Regions from separate parts of the Rattus norvegicus genome. Here region 2 is linked to region 1. The links are chromatin contacts, called in public Hi-C maps. All regions are on one chromosome and are shown on one strand. The core of a region is the stretch at or near the end of the contact, and the rest is flanking DNA. Distances in the headings are between cores, read along the strand shown. Region 1 holds the start of Srr (serine racemase). Region 2 holds the start of Hic1 (HIC ZBTB transcriptional repressor 1).

Region 1 (5,673 bases), core at 944-3,443:
TTCAGTGTGTGAACTTGATCAAAACAAATCTACACTTTAAGATACCAACACTCCAGTCACATACCTTCCACTGACATAAACAGTAAGCAATTCCTTTTACAATCTTCAACTCCATTCATCCTCACCAACTCTTTAACAACAACCAGCAGAATCATTTCAAGAAAAGCTGCCTAGACTATATCATTAGAATACTGAGACTAACTGCTACTATGATGATGATAGAATATGAGAAAAAAGAAAGTTCCACTAGAGGAGCCTTTCCTAGGCACCAAAGGATGAATTGTGACATGCTCTCAAAGGACCAAAGGACTCAAAAATATTAAAGCCCAGTCAAATCCATGCCTACAAATCCTAGCACTTGGGAAGTGACAGCAAGGTCAAGGGTTCAAGGCTACAGAGTTTGAGGCTTACTTGGCTATATGGGATCCTGTTTCAAACACAAAGGAAAAAGAAGAAGAGTAGAGGATTTTTTAAAACACTCTCCAAGCTCCACTGTGTGGTAAACAGCTATTTTTTTTTTTTTTTTGGAAGTATATGTTGCTTACAGTTAATAAGTGACAGGAACTGGTAAGAATATTATCCAGTACTCAAGTTATATAAAATCTTAGTACAGAATTATAAAGTAAATACAAATGCGAACAAGCTAATAGCCAAGTATTTGGCCACTTTTTGGGGGGGGAGGATGAGGAAACTAAAATTTTAGATTTCTGATTTGAAAGTTGGGTATGGTGGCACATGAATAGAATTCCAGCACTCGGGGTTGGGGATTTAGCTCAGCGGTAGAGTGCTTTCCTAGCGAGCGCAAGGCCCTGGGTTCGGTCCCCAGCTCCGGAAAAAAAAGAACCAAAAAAAAAAAAAAAAAAAAAAAAAAGAATTCCAGCACTCAGAAGGCTGAGACAGGAAAAGTATACAAACTCAAGGCCAGGCTGGGTTACACAGTAAAATTCAAGGCCAATCTTGAATACAAGGTGAAACTCTGTCTCAAAAGAAAAATGAACACAAAAATAAAAGATACTGCTGCCTTGGCAAAAGTTTAGCTTCTCCACCAAATGCGAACCAAGAAAAGCCGTTTAACCTCAGCACCCTGAGTAAACTTTTAAACTTAGTTTTGGGGGCGGAGCCAGGAGAGATGGTGACTACTATTTTCCAGAGCAGTGAGAGAAAACAGTCTGGTTAATCCAATTCAGTCGGCCAATGAAAACCAACCTCACAAATTCTAGCCACAATCCTAGAGAAGCTATCTACTGTAACTGTCATCCTAAATAAAAAACACTGACTAATGAAGGGGAGGCGAGACACTAAAATATTTCTCGCGCTTTTCTGATGCGAATGGAGACTGGCAAATTAAACATTCTCTCTGATCACAACTGCTCCCATACACGCCAAGACCAAAACAAAACAGTCAGCTCTCGAGGTCCCGGAGCCCTCCAGTGGCGTAGCATTGGAAGCCAGCCTTGGGGGGGGGGGGGGGGAGGTAAGTTGAGCAAGGGAAGTCCTAGCCTGTTAAGCCTTTCTCCTCAATTTCCCCAGCTCCTCCTCTCCGACGCAGAACGGAGGACTACGGAAAGGTACACAGATGATTCTTTTGGGAACAATACGTCTCGGGGCCTCTACCGGACCCTAGCACCCAAGCTACTTAGTGTCTCCTCAGGACTGGAATTCAGGGACTGGCTTGAGAGGGTTAGGGCACAGGAGAAGCACCAAGGCACCGCGCTGAGCAAGAGGGCGGGGGCTGAAACTCTCGCTCTGCCCCAAAGGCCCAAGAGGACTAGTCTCGCAGCCTCCGGGGCGCACTGTTGGGGAAGGGGCGGGGGCTCCGAGAGCCGGGGACAGGGCGGGGAGGTGGCAGAGGAGAGGGAGGCGGGGCGGGCAGGCCCAGCCCAGCAGCTGGGCGGCGCAACTCACCTCTGCTCCCGGCCTGCGGAGCCAGAGTGGCCAGGATCCCTCGCAGTTCCGACGCGGAGATCCGCACACGCTCCAACCCCTCCGCCATCTTCGCGGCGGCTGCTACAGCTGCGGCGACTCCACCACCGCCGCGCGCAGCCAGGAAACCACGACGGACGGGCGGCGCGCGCTCACCCACTCCCACCCTTTTCCCCGCCCCCTCCTGCCTGCCCTCCCCAAACGACGGTGGCCGCACTGGGAGCAAAAGCATTCAGCACGTTCAACTAGGCCCTTGCCAGAGCAAGCGAGCTGGTGGCGGAGACGACATGTGCGCGTGCGCAGAGGTGTAACGCTGGGAAGGTACGCCGAGGCTTGGAGGTGGAGGTGCAGCTCTCAGGAGGTGAGGTGAGGCGCGGCCAGGTGTGACTCGCCCAGGTCAGGTGGGCATTCGGGTCTAGGGGTGACAGTATTGCTGCGATTACCACCGAGGACACTGCTTTTGATCTGGGGCTCGGGTTGACGGAGACATCATACAATCCCGGCCTTCTCCAATCATTTTAGGCCAAAGTCTCCTTACCGTAGGCCTGGATTGTGCAGCATAAAGATCTTTTTAATAGTAGTTATTATTCTCATTTCTGATAAACTGAATCTCAGAGAGTGGAAGTAAACTGCTCCATGTAACGTTTGGTTGTACCAGAGTATCAAAGTCCATGGAAAAGCTCATCAGGTATCAAAGTCTAGGACAAATCTCATCCCTGAGATTTGCTGGAGGGGGTTGTGTGGAGGTAAAACAGAAAGAAATTGTTCGACCGGGAAATTTTGTTAGCGCTGAGAATTTTTTTAATTACTTTTTTAGAACCCCCATCTTTTAAATTCTCACCGACGCTGGTAGCGGTAGCTCATTCCCATATTCCCAGTTCTTAAAAGGCTGAGGTAGGAGGATTGCAAATTCAAGGCTACCCTGGACAACATAGCACATTTGAGGCTAATCAAGGCAACGTATTAGAAGACCTTGTCCCAAAAAAAGCAAACAGAAAGTTAATTAGCCTAGAAGATTGGTACTTAACCTCACTGACCCCCAACACCTATTAAAAACGTTGGGGTGGAGAGACTTCCTATTCAAACACTGCCTTTCTCCAGTTATTACCCCTTCCCTGTCTCACACAGTTCATTGGACCTTTAGACCCTCAAAAAGTAGTAACCAGTTCAGTTCCTGTTATGTGACAAATATTTCACCATCAAAAGAGAAAGACAATGACTGGGAAATAGTCCAACAGTTCAAATGAATGGGTTTAACTAGAGTGGCCAAAACAAATGGCAGCCTTTGTCAAAGATTTGAGAGAAATAGGAAATATAAAAACTGCTTTGAGCTCCTGGCTTGATAGCACATGCTGTAATTCCAGCCTTTGGGAGGAAGATCAAACTTTTATGGCTGTGATCCACCATTGATTTTAAGGCCAAACCAAAGTACATGAGTAGACTCTGTCTCCAAAACATAAGCCAAACATGGTGGTACATGCCTAAGGCTAGTGTCAGATACACAGACAGGAGGATCTCTGTGAGTTCAAAGCCAGCCTGGTCTATATATCGAGTTTCAGGCCAGCTGGAGCTACATAGTAAGACCTGTCTAAAAACAGTAACAGGAATTTTTTTAACCCTAACTTGAGTATGGAAGGAACATCTCTAACCCCATGACTCTGGGTGCTAAGGCAAGAAGATACAAGAGTTCCCAGCTAGCCTAGCTGCACATACAAGAGGTGCAGGCAACACTTGGGAAATGGAAGCCAGAAGATCAGGAATCAAGAGTTTAAGGTCATCTTCCGCTATGTTCCAGTGGATTACGTGACACCACATACAACCCAGCACCACATACACTGGGTTGGTCTGGTGGCAGAGGCCTGTAATCACAGCATTTGCAAACTATAAGGGCAAGGATTTTCAAGGTTTCCTTGGTTACATATCCACTTGGAGGTCAATGCTGGTAGGAAGGGGGCAAGTAATCTACTTTTCAGTTGAAGACATTGATTTGAGAAGTTGTTTTCTTTTGTTTTCTTTTGTTGGGCTAAGATCTGTTGTATCCAGGCTGGTTTGGAAGTCATTATGTAGCCAAGGATAACTTTGAACTTGTAACACTTTTGCTTCCATCTCCTAAATGATGGGATTACAGATGTGGATCTATCCATACTGATGTGCTGGTTGAAGTTTTGTGGGGATTGAATCCTGAGATTGAACGTGCTGGACAAGCACCCTATTGATTGAGTTGTATTCCTAGCTTCAACTTTATTTATTTTCCAGTTTGTGTCATTTTTAAAAGACTTGTCCCATCTTTAATTATGAGTCTGTGTATGGATATATACACTTAAGTGCAGATACCTGCAGAAACCAAGAGGCATTGAATTCCCCCTGGAGCTAGAGTTCCAGGCAGTTATGAGCCACCTGATGTGGGGTCTGGGACCTGAACTCCTGTCCTCTGCAAGAGCATGCTGTACTTGCTTTTAATCACTGAGCAATCTCTCTAGCCCCATAACTTTAATTTTTTTTTAAAGATGGGAAAATGATTTTTTAAAGATTTATTTATTTATTATATATGAGTACACTGTAGCTATCTTCAGTCACACCAGAAGAGGCATCAGATCTCATTACAGATGGTTGTGAGCCACTGTGTGGTTGCTGGGATTTGAACTCAGGACCTCTGGAAGAGCAGTCAGTGTTCTTAACCACTGAGCCATCTCTCCAGCCTGAAAAATGATTTTAAACAAGAAAACTTCCCTAGTTATGGCCAACTTAGTTCAACACTGTCAGTGGTCAGACCAGAGAACCTCTTAAGTATTAAAACAGAACTCAGGGAAGCACAGTAAATATGTAAGGATGAGAGACTGTGGAGCTCAGGTGCAAAAGATTAATAATACAAGTTCTAAACTTTGCAGCTGACTGAGGAGGAGCACAGGCAAGTTACAGAAGAAAAACTACTAATTTTGTTTTTTTGGACAGGGTTTCCCTGTGTAGCCTTGGCTGTCCTGGACCGCACTCTGTAGACCAGGCTGTCCTCAAACTCATAGAGATCCTCCTGCCTCTCCCTCCCTACCCAACTGGAAAGCTACTAAATTGACGAGGGAAATTTTGAATTTTTAAGATTTAAAGAACTCATGAAGAACTAAGTAAAACAATGAAAAAGACTTCAGCTTGGCGGTAAATGAATGTGATCCCAGCAACCCAGGATACTATGTAAGAGAATTCCAACCTCAAAGCCAACAACTTAGGAAGACTAGTAAGACCGTGGCTCACAATGCAATTAAAAAGAGGAGGAGGCTGACCAGGTATATGCATGCCTTTAGTCCCAGCACTAGTGAGGCAGGCAGAGCTCTGTGAGCTTGAAATCAGCCACCCTGATTTCAGATTAAGAATCTGTGTCAAAATATATATATATAATCAGGGGGGAGGCTATTTACACGGCAATATGTATGCTATGGTTTTATATTTGGTAAGTAAATTTCTATGTGAATTCATTAGAGAAAGAGAGAGAGAGAGAGAGAGAGAGAGAGAATATTTACACTAAGTGTTCAAAAGTAGAAAACAGTTGGTCTGTTTCAAAGCCCAGCCTAAAAAGCATAGCAGCAAGATCTCATCTCAAAAAGACGTTAGACGGGCTGGAGAGATGACTCAGTGGTTAAGAGCACTGATTGCTCTTCCAAGTCTTGAGTTCAATTCCCAGCAACCACATGGTGGCTCACAACCATCTGTAATGGGATCTGATGCCCTCTTCTGAAGGCAACTACAGTGTACTTATAT
Region 2 (5,192 bases), core at 221-2,720, 230 kb before region 1:
GGCCAGGCCGGCGGGCTCCGGGCGAGTGACTCAGCCACTACCTCAAGCGGGGGAGTGGGGGCTCGAGGACAGCGTGGGGAGCGGCAAGCGCAGCCCCCACCCGCCCTGAGCTCCGCGCGGTTGCTAAGCTCTCCAAGGCCTCTGAGAGATGAGATCCCCGGAACCTCATTGGTTACCATAGTAACTCTGCACCCCAGCCTCTCCGGCTTGGCCACGGAGGAAGGCACAGCCAATAAGAAGCTGTGGGCGGTTTGGGGGGACCCCCCCTGTGGTGTGGGCGGGGGTCAGGAGGTGCGGGGAAGAGGCGGAGCGTGGGCCACGGAGGCGCGGTGCCTGTAACGGTGCTTGTGCCTCCGCCCCGCTATGCAGGGACATTTCCGGTGAGCACCCAAGAGCTGGTGCACGGTCCCCTCCCTCCTAGAAGAGGCGTCGCCAACATGAATTGAGCCCTCCTTCATGTGGCGTATAGGATTTTTTTTTTTGAGGGGGGTCTCAAGCCGCCGGTTCTCGTGATATCTCTCGAATGGTGTATTGGAACAGTTTAGGATCCCTCAAAACTGTTTAGATGGGGGGTGGGGGAGTTGAGAGGCATGTCCCAAGGGGGCTTTGTCCAGCTACGTCCAGTGGAGGGTTCTAGGGTCCTTCTGGAGACCGGCAAGTTCGGGGAGGGCTCTTTGGTAGGTCCTCTTCCCTGTTTCACATACTAGCCTCTTCAGAAGCCCAAGACATTGGGACTCCGGGAGAGGGGCGGACTGCCTGTGTAAACATGCGCACCCTCGAGTGTCACTGCTGGGACAGTGTTTGAATGTGGACGGTTTATGATATGCATACTGATAACATGTGTCTGGGGGAGAGTTGGAATTTTTCTCCCCAGTGAGTTCAAGTGAATAATGGTGCTCAGAAATGCCTAATAAAAGCCACCCTCGTCCGGCTCCGAACTTATTTACCTTCAACTCACGTAAGATTTCTAAAATCGCCCTCTCACAACATACTGTCAGTAGTGTTCCAACCCGATCCCCCTTTTAAAGATAGGGCCTCATGTAGTAGAGGCTGACCTTGAACTCCTGGTCCTCTTGCTTCCAACTCCCGAGTGAATGCTAAGATGATTACAAGAGTGCGCCACCAGCCCTGGCTTGAGTTCCCCATTTGAAGACAGAACCTTTTCCGAATTGGTGCAATATTACTTTTAAATATGTACTCGGAAGCACTCAGCACAAAACCCCAAGGTTTACGGGACTCCCAGGTCCGATCGATATCTGGGTCTCCAGGTGGGCACATCTGGAAGCGCGCGAACCTTCAAGATCTCCAGCTCAGCTCCGCATCTGCAAGCCTCCAGCCCAGGTGTGCGCCAGAGGTCGCAGCCCAGCCGTACACAGCCCCGCGCGGCCGCGAGGTGGCGCCATGGCCGCAGCAGCGTCTGCCGGTTCGGGCCGCTCCAGATAAGAGTGTGCGAAAAGCGCGGAGGGGCTGAGACGCGATCAGGACGCGGGGAGGACGGACCGGCAAGACAGACCGACCGGGGGCCCGGCGGGCGGAGGGCAGCGCACTGCAGCCACGTCCCCCCCTGGATCCGCCGGCAGCCGGGCCCGGGGCTTCCGACATGCCCCCCAGGTGGGTCCTGGAGTTGGCGACAGGGAAGGGCCAGGGACCCGGGACAGTCCGGTCCTCGCGCGCCGGCCGCCTCAGGAGCATCCTCAGGCGTGGGCGCCCCAGTCGCGGCTGGCGCTTGGGGCTCTAAGTGTCTTCCCTAGAGGACTCGGGATGGCCCGACTGCTGCTCGGCGCCGGGTTCACGGCGGGGTCAGCGGCCCGGGGCCGGCTCTGCCCGCACATGGGCTGGGGAGGAGAGGGGAAGGCAAGGGGAGCCGGCGGGCGGGGCTGGCAGGGGCGCTGCCCTGGCACAGCTCGGCGCCTGGCAGCGGGGCGGGTGGGGCGCAGGCTAGGAGCTGCCACCGCCTCAGGGAGGGAAGCCGGGCTGGGCTGCCGCCGCAGGTAACGGGCCGGCGAGGCCCTGCGGGCCAGGCGGGGAACAGGGGCGGGCGTGCTCGCCGGAGGGCAGGGCGGCTTTAGGTTTGGTGTGGGTCCCCGCGGCCACCAGGCTGCTGAAATTGGGGGCCCAGAGGAGAAACTGGGGGCCGGGGAGAGGGGCTGGGGCCGGCGCGCTCCTCCCGCCCTTTCTGAAGTTGGGAAAGTTTTCCCCAAGTTTGGGGCGGCAGTGTTTCGGGGGAGACGGGGCGGAGGGGAGCTGGGGAAGAGATGTAGAGCCGAGGCCCGGGCTGGGTCCAGAACGCGGGTGGGGCGCAGGCCAGGGTCAGGGCCGCAGCCGGCTGTGCGCCGTGCCCGCCCGGGGCGCTGCCCCCTCCCTCCCCTGGGAGCTGCGTGGCTCCCCCCTCCCCCCCACCTGCTTCCTGCCTCAGCCTCCTGCCCCGATATAACGCCCTCCCCGCGCCGGGGCCCGGCCTTCGCGCTCTGCCCGCCACCGCAGCCACTGTCTCCGCTCCCCGTGCCGGGGCGGCGGGCCCAAACGAAGGCCTGACAGCCCCCGGCCAGGGCGGCGCCTGGATGGGCATCGTGCTCCTGTCTTCCTTATCACTTCCCCTAACCGGGGCAACTTCTCTCGAGGCGGGAGGCGCTTCTAAATCGGCTCCTTTTCTCCCCACTTGGGCAAACTTTTCGGCCCTGAATGACTTTTCCTGAAGCGGACATTTTACTTAAATCGGGTAATAGTCTCCGAAAGGGTCATTTCGCCCTAACAGATTTCTCCCTGGAAGTTCCCAGCACCCAGCTCCAGTGCCCAGGAGCATCTGGGTCTGGGACAAATAGGCTAACCTGGCCTCCTCTCCATCCACAGCCTTGATCTTCCTGCTCCTTCTGTCTAGGGCCAGCGGGCCTAGGCTGCCACTCCCGGAGGCCGCTGATCCTCCTCGGCTGCTGTTCAGGCCGAGGTGCTCCATGCCCCTGCTCAGCTGAGGGGAAGGGGAAGCGGAGGGGAACAGACTGGGTTGGGTTCAAGAGGCAGGGGCACTGTACTGCGTAGCTCTGACCCAGCTGGTGTGTGTCTCCCGCAGGAGAGTGTGCTGGGCAGACGATGCTGGACGCGATGGAGGCGCCTGGCCATTCGAGGCAGCTACTGCTGCAGCTCAACAACCAGCGCACCAAGGGCTTCTTGTGCGACGTGATCATCGTGGTGCAGAACGCCCTCTTCCGCGCTCACAAGAACGTGCTGGCAGCCAGCAGCGCCTACCTCAAGTCCCTGGTGGTGCATGACAACCTGCTAAACCTGGACCATGACATGGTGAGCCCGGCCGTGTTCCGCCTGGTGCTGGACTTCATCTACACCGGCCGCCTTACTGACAGTGTTGAGGCCGCAGCAGCGGCGGCGGTGGCCCCGGGCGCCGAGCCGAGCCTGGGCGCTGTGCTGGCTGCTGCCAGTTACCTGCAGATCCCTGACCTCGTGGCTCTGTGCAAGAAGCGCCTCAAACGGCATGGCAAGTACTGCCACCTGCGGGGAGGAGGCAGCGGCGGCGGCGGCTACGCGCCTTACGGGCGGCCCGGCAGGGGCTTGAGGGCTGCCACGCCCGTCATCCAGGCTTGCTACTCGTCCCCGGCCGGGCCGCCGCCGCCGCCTGCCGCCGAGCCGCCGTCGGGCCCCGAGGCAGCGGTCAACACCCACTGCGCCGAGCTCTATGCTTCGGGCCCGGGCCCAGCAGCCTCACTCTGCGCCCCGGAGCGTCGCTGCTCCCCGCTTTGCGGCCTGGATCTGTCCAAGAAGAGCCCGCCAGGTTCCTCGGTCCCCGAGCGACCGCTTAGTGAGCGCGAACTGCCTCCACGTCCGGACAGCCCTCCGGGTGCGGGGCCTGCAGTCTACAAGGAGCCACCGCTCACCCTGCCGCCGCTGCCGCCTTTGCCCTTCCAAAAGCTGGAGGAGGCCGTACCGACTCCAGACCCGTTTCGAGGAAGCGGTGGCAGTCCGGGACCCGAGCCCCCCGGCCGCCCCGACGGCTCCAGCCTCCTCTACCGCTGGATGAAGCACGAGCCAGGCCTGGGTAGTTATGGCGACGAACTGGTCCGGGATCGAGGCTCCCCGGGCGAGCGCCTCGAGGAGCGCGGTGGGGATCCTGCCGCCTCACCCGGGGGTCCCCCGCTCGGCCTGGTACCCCCGCCACGCTATCCCGGGAGCCTGGACGGGCCAGGCACAGGAGCCGACGGCGACGACTACAAGAGCAGCAGCGAGGAGACTGGTAGCAGCGAGGACCCCAGCCCACCCGGAGGCCACCTGGAGGGCTACCCATGCCCGCACTTGGCTTATGGTGAGCCTGAGAGCTTTGGTGACAACCTGTACGTGTGCATTCCATGTGGCAAAGGCTTCCCCAGCTCGGAACAGCTGAATGCACACGTGGAGGCTCACGTGGAAGAAGAGGAGGCGTTGTATGGCAGGGCAGAAGCTGCTGAGGTGGCTGCTGGGGCCGCCGGCCTCGGGCCCCCCTTTGGTGGCGGTGGGGACAAGGTCGCTGGGCCGCCGGGTGGCCTAGGAGAGCTGCTGCGGCCGTACCGCTGCGCGTCCTGTGACAAGAGCTACAAGGACCCGGCCACGCTGAGGCAGCACGAGAAGACACACTGGCTGACGAGGCCCTATCCGTGTACCATCTGCGGGAAGAAGTTCACGCAACGCGGAACCATGACACGCCATATGCGCAGCCACTTGGGCCTAAAGCCCTTTGCGTGCGACGCGTGCGGCATGCGCTTCACCCGCCAGTACCGCCTCACGGAGCACATGCGCATCCACTCGGGAGAGAAGCCCTACGAGTGCCAGGTGTGCGGTGGCAAGTTTGCTCAACAGCGCAACCTCATCAGTCATATGAAGATGCACGCTGTAGGTGGCGCGGCCGGCGCGGCCGGGGCGCTGGCTGGCCTGGGAGGACTACCTGGCGTCCCTGGCCCGGACGGCAAGGGCAAGCTGGACTTCCCTGAGGGCGTCTTTGCTGTGGCCCGCCTCACAGCTGAACAGCTAAGCCTGAAGCAGCAGGACAAGGCAGCAGCTGCCGAGCTGCTGGCACAGACCACGCACTTCCTGCACGACCCCAAGGTGGCGCTCGAGAGCCTCTACCCGCTGGCCAAATTCACTGCAGAGCTAGGACTCAGCCCGGATAAGGCGGCAGAGGTGCTGAGCCAGGGCGCGCACCTGGCCGCAGG

The links. A called contact is a pair of places that touch in the nucleus more often than the background predicts.
Region 2: a contact with region 1 is called in a Hi-C map of Schwann cells, with 6 times the contacts expected there. The contact joins the promoter of Hic1 here to the promoter of Srr in region 1. A contact is called at or near these places in 6 of 12 Hi-C or Micro-C datasets (Schwann cells, frontal cortex, kidney and 3 more).

Annotation. Positions count from the first base shown.
Region 1 is chr10:60,281,529-60,287,201 of GRCr8, reverse strand. Srr (serine racemase) reads left to right here and starts at 2,193. Exons shown (of 9, transcript NM_198757.2): 1 at 2,193-2,284. Smg6 (SMG6 nonsense mediated mRNA decay factor) reads right to left here and starts at 2,574. Exons shown (of 19, transcript NM_001105808.1): 1 at 1,906-2,574. The coding sequence starts at 2,155.
Region 2 is chr10:60,513,723-60,518,914 of GRCr8, reverse strand. Hic1 (HIC ZBTB transcriptional repressor 1) reads left to right here and starts at 1,470. Exons shown (of 2, transcript NM_001422893.1): 1 at 1,470-1,611; 2 at 3,068-5,192. The coding sequence starts at 3,088.